Regions from separate parts of the Sus scrofa genome. Here region 1 is linked to region 2. Evidence: chromatin contacts called from public Hi-C data. All regions are on one chromosome and are shown on one strand. Each heading gives the region's core, a stretch centred on a gene start, on an enhancer-like site or on the middle of the called end of the contact. The rest is flanking DNA. Distances are from core to core; before and after follow the strand shown. Region 1 holds the start of PRKCSH (protein kinase C substrate 80K-H). Region 2 holds the start of LDLR (low density lipoprotein receptor).

Region 1 (2,700 bases), core at 80-2,579, 270 kb after region 2:
AGACATTGCCAAATGTCCCCTGGGAACCAAAACAGCCCTTTTCCATTGAGAACCACTGGTTTACAATATATAGCATTACTATGTGTCAAGCACCGTTGTAAGTCCTTTACTCATTTCAACTATTGGCTTGTACGGTTACTATCTCCTTTTTATGAATGGACAACCTGGGAGCAATTAGATTACTCTTAGTTCCTGAAGGTCAAACAATTAGTATATGTAGAGCCAGGATCTGAACCCAGAAAATCTGGCCCTGGAATCTGTTTTTCACCACCCCATGCATGATAGAAGAGTTGAAATCACATAAAAGTATGAAATGCAGTCCAGTCAGTTCTGAGCTCAGGAAAAGTTTCATAAGAGAGATGAGGAAAACCATAAGGAAGTATGAGTTTTTGCCTCCAGAAACTGGCCACATGGATGAATGCCAGTGAAACATTCCAGTCACACCATGCCAGGCCAATGAGCTGGTGACTCTTGACACTTCTGTGCCCTCTGGAGCCCTCTTACCTAATAGTTGAATCTTCCTTTGTAACTCAGCCACCTGCGTGTGCACAGTGGACTTCCCTTCGCTGGCATGGAAGGGTCCTGCCTTGGAATGGAGTGACTGCCAGGCCTGCACCGAGCCCTTGCCTTGGGGATGCCCCTTGGCCTGAGCCTGATTGCCCCTGCCTTTGGAGGAGGCTGAAACCTGGTCCTGAGAAGGCATGGCGTTGGCGGAGGCCGCCCAGCACAGGGGAGACGTCATGACTGGGTTGAGGCCGAGGACCGCAAAGAGTTAGGTCTACTAGGAATCGCCTCTGTTGGGGATCTGTCAGCTCAGGTTCCTCGGCTCTGGGAACGTACTTGTCGACCGCTTGGCTGAGCCTCGCGGCATCTCCTGGTTGCTAGGTAATCTCCCCCTCCTTCCTCCAGTGTTCCCATGGAAACCGCCCGCGTTCCACCCACCGCTCTCACTGGCTGACGCACGCTGCGTGGAGGGGCGGTCCCAACGGGGGCGGAGCAGACCCTTTCTGCCGAAAGTTGGTGGGGGGTACTTTTGTGTCATGTGCTTATTCCTTTTCTTTCCCACCCCTCAACCCCTAAGCCCGCCCTAAGCCCGCGATGGGTTCACGGGCATTTTTTAGGAACTTTCTGGTCCGACTGTAGAACTGCCACTCCCAAGATGGAGGCACTTCGCGCCGCCATTAAGCGCGAACCATCAGAACGATTTCTTCTAAGGCTTCACAGGCCTATCCAAGATGGCCGTCTCGGCTCCGGCCGTCCCTTGCCGCTCCCAATATGGCGACCGGGAGCTGCCGTTCAGGGAGCACGGCGTGATGCCGGAAGTGACGCATCCCACACGTTTCCGCTTTCTTTCTGCAGGAGGAGCCGTTGGCTGCTGGGTTAGGGGGCGCGGTGGATATTAACCTTTGCCCCAGCCTCGTGTAGGTGGTGAACCACTGGGTGGGAGAGCACCCCTGTTTCCTGTTGGGGGCAGCCTAAGGGTGTTCCTCGGGAGATGGGGCGACTGTTCCTCGGGCTATTGGCGGGAATTGGCTAGCGAATCCCCTCCCCCCACCCATAGGGAGCGGAGCTTTTGTGATTCCCCCACCATTGATTTGGGCCAAGTGAGACTCCCCTTCACTGGGCAGGACTGGGGAGACACCCCCCCCACGCCCCCACTGTGGGAAGCAAAGTGAGCCGTCATTGCCCGGAAGCGATGGAGGAATCCAGTTGGCTGGAGGGAGAGGTGTCTTCCTTCAGCTGGAAGTATTCCTCTCCCAGTGAGCCGCCCCTTTCTCGCTGCAGCGTGGGGGCACAGCGCATCTCTCAGCAGCTTCCTTCCTCCGACAGAACCCGTTTCCGGCTTCAGAGCCTCCAGCGAGATGTTACTGTTTCTGCTGCTACTGCCCATGTGTTGGGCCGTGGAGGTCAAGCGGCCCCGGGGCGTCTCCCTCACCAGTGAGTTGGCCACCTGGCTAGAGGTGGGGATAGGTTGTGGGAGGCTCCTGGGATAGGCACTTAGAGCCTTCTGCTTTAGGGTCGCGGTCGCTGGGCGGGAAGGCGGCAGTGCTCAGCTGGTGGGTTGTGGGGAGAGGTGCCATTGGGTCCGGAGGGCTTCTTCCTGCCGTGGGCTGAGCGCCTTGACTCCCTTCCCAGATCATCACTTCTACGACGAGTCCAAGCCTTTCACGTGCCTGGATGGCTCCGCCAGTATTCCTTTTGATCAGGTTAATGATGACTACTGTGACTGCAAGGATGGCTCAGATGAACCAGGTGAGCTCTCTTTTCATTCATTTATTTAGTCATCATACATTTATTAGGCAGTTGATGAGTGCCAGGTCCCGAGCAGTGACCAAGACAGACCCCATCCTATCCTCACAGAACTCGGCGATGAGTAAGGGGAAGCAGGTACCCAAGCAAGCTAGTGGTCAGCTTGGTGAGGAGAGCCCTAGGCACTATGGGAGGGGGAGGGGGTAGGCAGGGCCCTGTTCTGAGGGCCTTGGTGAGGCAGGAGGGAGCAGTGGAGAGTTTTGTTTCAGGCCCGAGTGTGCAACTCTGTTTTCTCCCCTTAGTTGGCATCAGTTATTCTCGTGCTCTTTGTGTACATGGTGGATGTGACACGCCGGATTCTGAGCACACTCCACAAACCCTCGCTCTCTTTCTCCCTGCAGGCACAGCTGCTTGTCCCAACGGCAGCTTCCACTGCAGCAACACTGGCTA
Region 2 (2,700 bases), core at 97-2,596:
CTATTTTTCTCCCCAAGGATTCAATTGTGCCCCTTATACTTCTTTTCTGACTTCTCTGCTGGGTTTCCCTGTAAGCCTGCTGAAAGGTTAGTTTGCCCAGCTAAGCTCAGTTTGTAAAACCTTAGAGATCTCTGCTCATTCCTGAAGTAAACCTCCAAAACTGCCAGACCCTTTGTGGGAGGCTTTTTTGGCAAGGGGCCGCTGGTAAGTGCATGGATCCCAAAAGAGACTCCCTGATTTATTTATTTTTTTAATGTGAAGAAAATCTTTATGATTTTAATTATTTTAATTATTTTTTTCTTAGTTTCAAAAGGTTTATTTTTGAGCATGGTGAGAATACATGAACAATATAGATAGCTCAAGAAAAATAGAGGTAAACAAAAAATGTCACTGCCCAAAGATAACTCTCCTTAGTACTCTGAGAGATTTCTCCTCCATAGCTTTTTGTGCATTCATTCATGTATTTTTATTGAAAAAAATTTTTATGGCTATACCTGCAGCATAGGGAAATTCCTGGGCCAGGGATTGAATCCAAGCGGCAGCTGTGTAGCTGCGGCAACACTGAAGACTCCCTGATTCTTAAAAGCTGTTTTCCAACAGCCCTCTGTGGTCTAAGCAATCAGGTTCAGCTCTGAAAGCTCTATTTTGTTTTGATTTTGCTCAGAGGAGAGGAAGTGGCTTCTCTGTTTGTTCAACTCCTTCTCCTAAAAGGATAAATCAATATTTATATCCAGACCCCAAGTAGTGGGTCAGTTGATTTTAGAGATGTTTTTGCTCAAAATTCATCTGAGCGCTGGATCCCATAAAACAAAATCAGTTTTGGGGCGTTCTTTCAAGATGATTTTATTTAACTCTCATTGATTATGGGGCGATGTGGAAGAACTCTCTAAAACTATATATGACGAAATGGTTAAAATCTATAAACAATTCCTAGAAAGGAAAAGGCCAAGTAGAGAAGGGGGTGTGTGTGGGGGGTAAGTTTCCAATATTTCTAGTCAGAGGGGAGATGTCATTGGCCAAAACCATTTGGAAGGACAGATGGATGTTAACTTTGGACACCAAAGAGGATGTAACAATTAAAAATTGAGAGAAATTTAAGGGATACCCTTCAGCTGACGCGCGTTTCCATTTTGGGCTGGGGGTCGGGGGCTTAGTTCTTGTGCCACCAAAATCGACACATCTAGCAGCCCATCCCAGAGCGGCTTTGGAAAAGACTGGAATCCGAGTCAGGGCTTCACGGGTTAAGGATCCCATGTCACATCAGCCGTTCGAAACTCCTCCTCCCGAAACTCCTCCTCTTGCAGTGAGGTGAAGATATTTGAAAATCACCCCATGCAAACTCCTCCCTCTACGAGAAACCTCACATTGAAATGCTGCAAATGACTGGGGCCCCGCGTGCAGTCGCGTCCGGGCCGCGCGAAGCCCGGATTTCAAGAGCGCACACAGTGAACAGGAGCCCGGGCCAGGGAGCTGCAGGCGGAGGCTGGAAGCATGAAGTCCACGGGCTGGGTCCTGCGATGGGCTGTCGCCTTGCTCATTGCTGCGGTGGCAGCTGCAGGTAAGTCTGGCTCCAGAAGCTCTCGCGGCTTGGAGGTTAGCTCCCGAACTCGGGGAGCCTCTTAGTAATTTTTTTTTTTAGGGGGTGGAGAACTAAAAATCACTGTATCCTTGGCAGACTTGTGGGAAAATGGCACGAAGTCATTCTTACGTGGTTGGAGGGGGCTCTAAGGGGGGCGCGAGAGTTTAGGGGGTCTGGAGGCTCTGGGGGAGTCAGGGAAAACATGGTGTGGCTTTCCCACAAGTTTCCACTCGATGCAGGTCCCCCTTATCTTAGAGCACGGTACGCGGATCTCCACCCCTGTGGGGAGAGAGCTCTCCCTCTCAGAGTTATTCTAGGGTGAGGGTGATCCAAAACCCTATTGCTCAGCCTCGAGGTCCCTGCCGAGCGCTTCCCCCGGATCCTTCCCTCTGCATCCTTTTCGCCTGCAGGGGTTACGACGGCGGCCCAATTAGCTTTGTGCTGTCCGAAAGGGATGCTGGCTCCCAGAACAGAGCCGAGGGCACCCAGAATCGTCCCGGAACCACGCTTCCGCCCCGGGCCACCGCCTCCTGCCCCGCCTTCAGCCCCGCGGGCCCGCCCTCGGGCTGCTATTGGGCACTACTCGAACAGGCGAGCCTCGAGCCACTCCCCTTGGCCAATGGCGGCAGAGAAGCGCGCGCGGCGCGGGGCGTGGCTGGGGTACCACGCCGCGGCACCTGGTTCTGGGTGAGGTCGAAGGAGATTCCTGGGGTTCATCCCAGGCTCCTGTCACAAAAGAGGGAGCAGGTTTTGGGCCCCTGGAGAAGCTCCATGAGCCTGGACGAGGCTCCTGCTGAGCGCCTGGGCCCCGTCGGCGAATGCCTCGGTTTCTTCTGCGATCGGTGGCGTGGCCTCTGTCCGCACTTTGTCCTCGCGGCTGCCCTCGCTGGGTTCGCCCGGGACACCCTCAAGGCTTCGGTTCCTCTCCAGGCTGAAACTGTTCCTAAGGAACTAATACCACTCCTTGAGCGGACGCGAAGAGCACTTTCGCGGAGACCTCCAGCCGTGCTGGGGCAGGGACTGAGTATCAGGGACTGGATGGACCCCTCAGCTTGCCTTGTTTGTTCAGAGAGGATAAATGGGTTCAGCCGAGCTGCCTACAAGACGACCTTTCGTGTTAG

What was found. Hi-C and Micro-C count contacts between places; a contact is called where the count stands out from the background.
Region 1: a Hi-C map of epiblast stem cells shows a contact between it and region 2, with 2.3 times the contacts expected there. The contact joins the promoter of PRKCSH here to the promoter of LDLR in region 2. A contact is called at or near these places in 1 of 47 Hi-C or Micro-C datasets (epiblast stem cells) and 1 of 2 datasets of contacts at active chromatin or transcription factors (alveolar macrophages).

What each region holds. Positions count from the first base shown.
Region 1 is chr2:70,096,095-70,098,794 of Sscrofa11.1, forward strand. It overlaps PRKCSH (protein kinase C substrate 80K-H), which reads left to right and starts at 1,330. Exons shown (of 18, transcript NM_001244598.1): 1 at 1,330-1,421; 2 at 1,831-1,938; 3 at 2,137-2,253; 4 at 2,652-2,700. The coding sequence starts at 1,863. CCDC151 (coiled-coil domain-containing protein 151) reads right to left here and starts at 933. Exons shown (of 13, transcript XM_005654766.3): 1 at 505-933. The coding sequence starts at 742.
Region 2 is chr2:69,827,037-69,829,736 of Sscrofa11.1, forward strand. LDLR (low density lipoprotein receptor) reads left to right here and starts at 1,347. Exons shown (of 18, transcript NM_001206354.2): 1 at 1,347-1,558. The coding sequence starts at 1,492.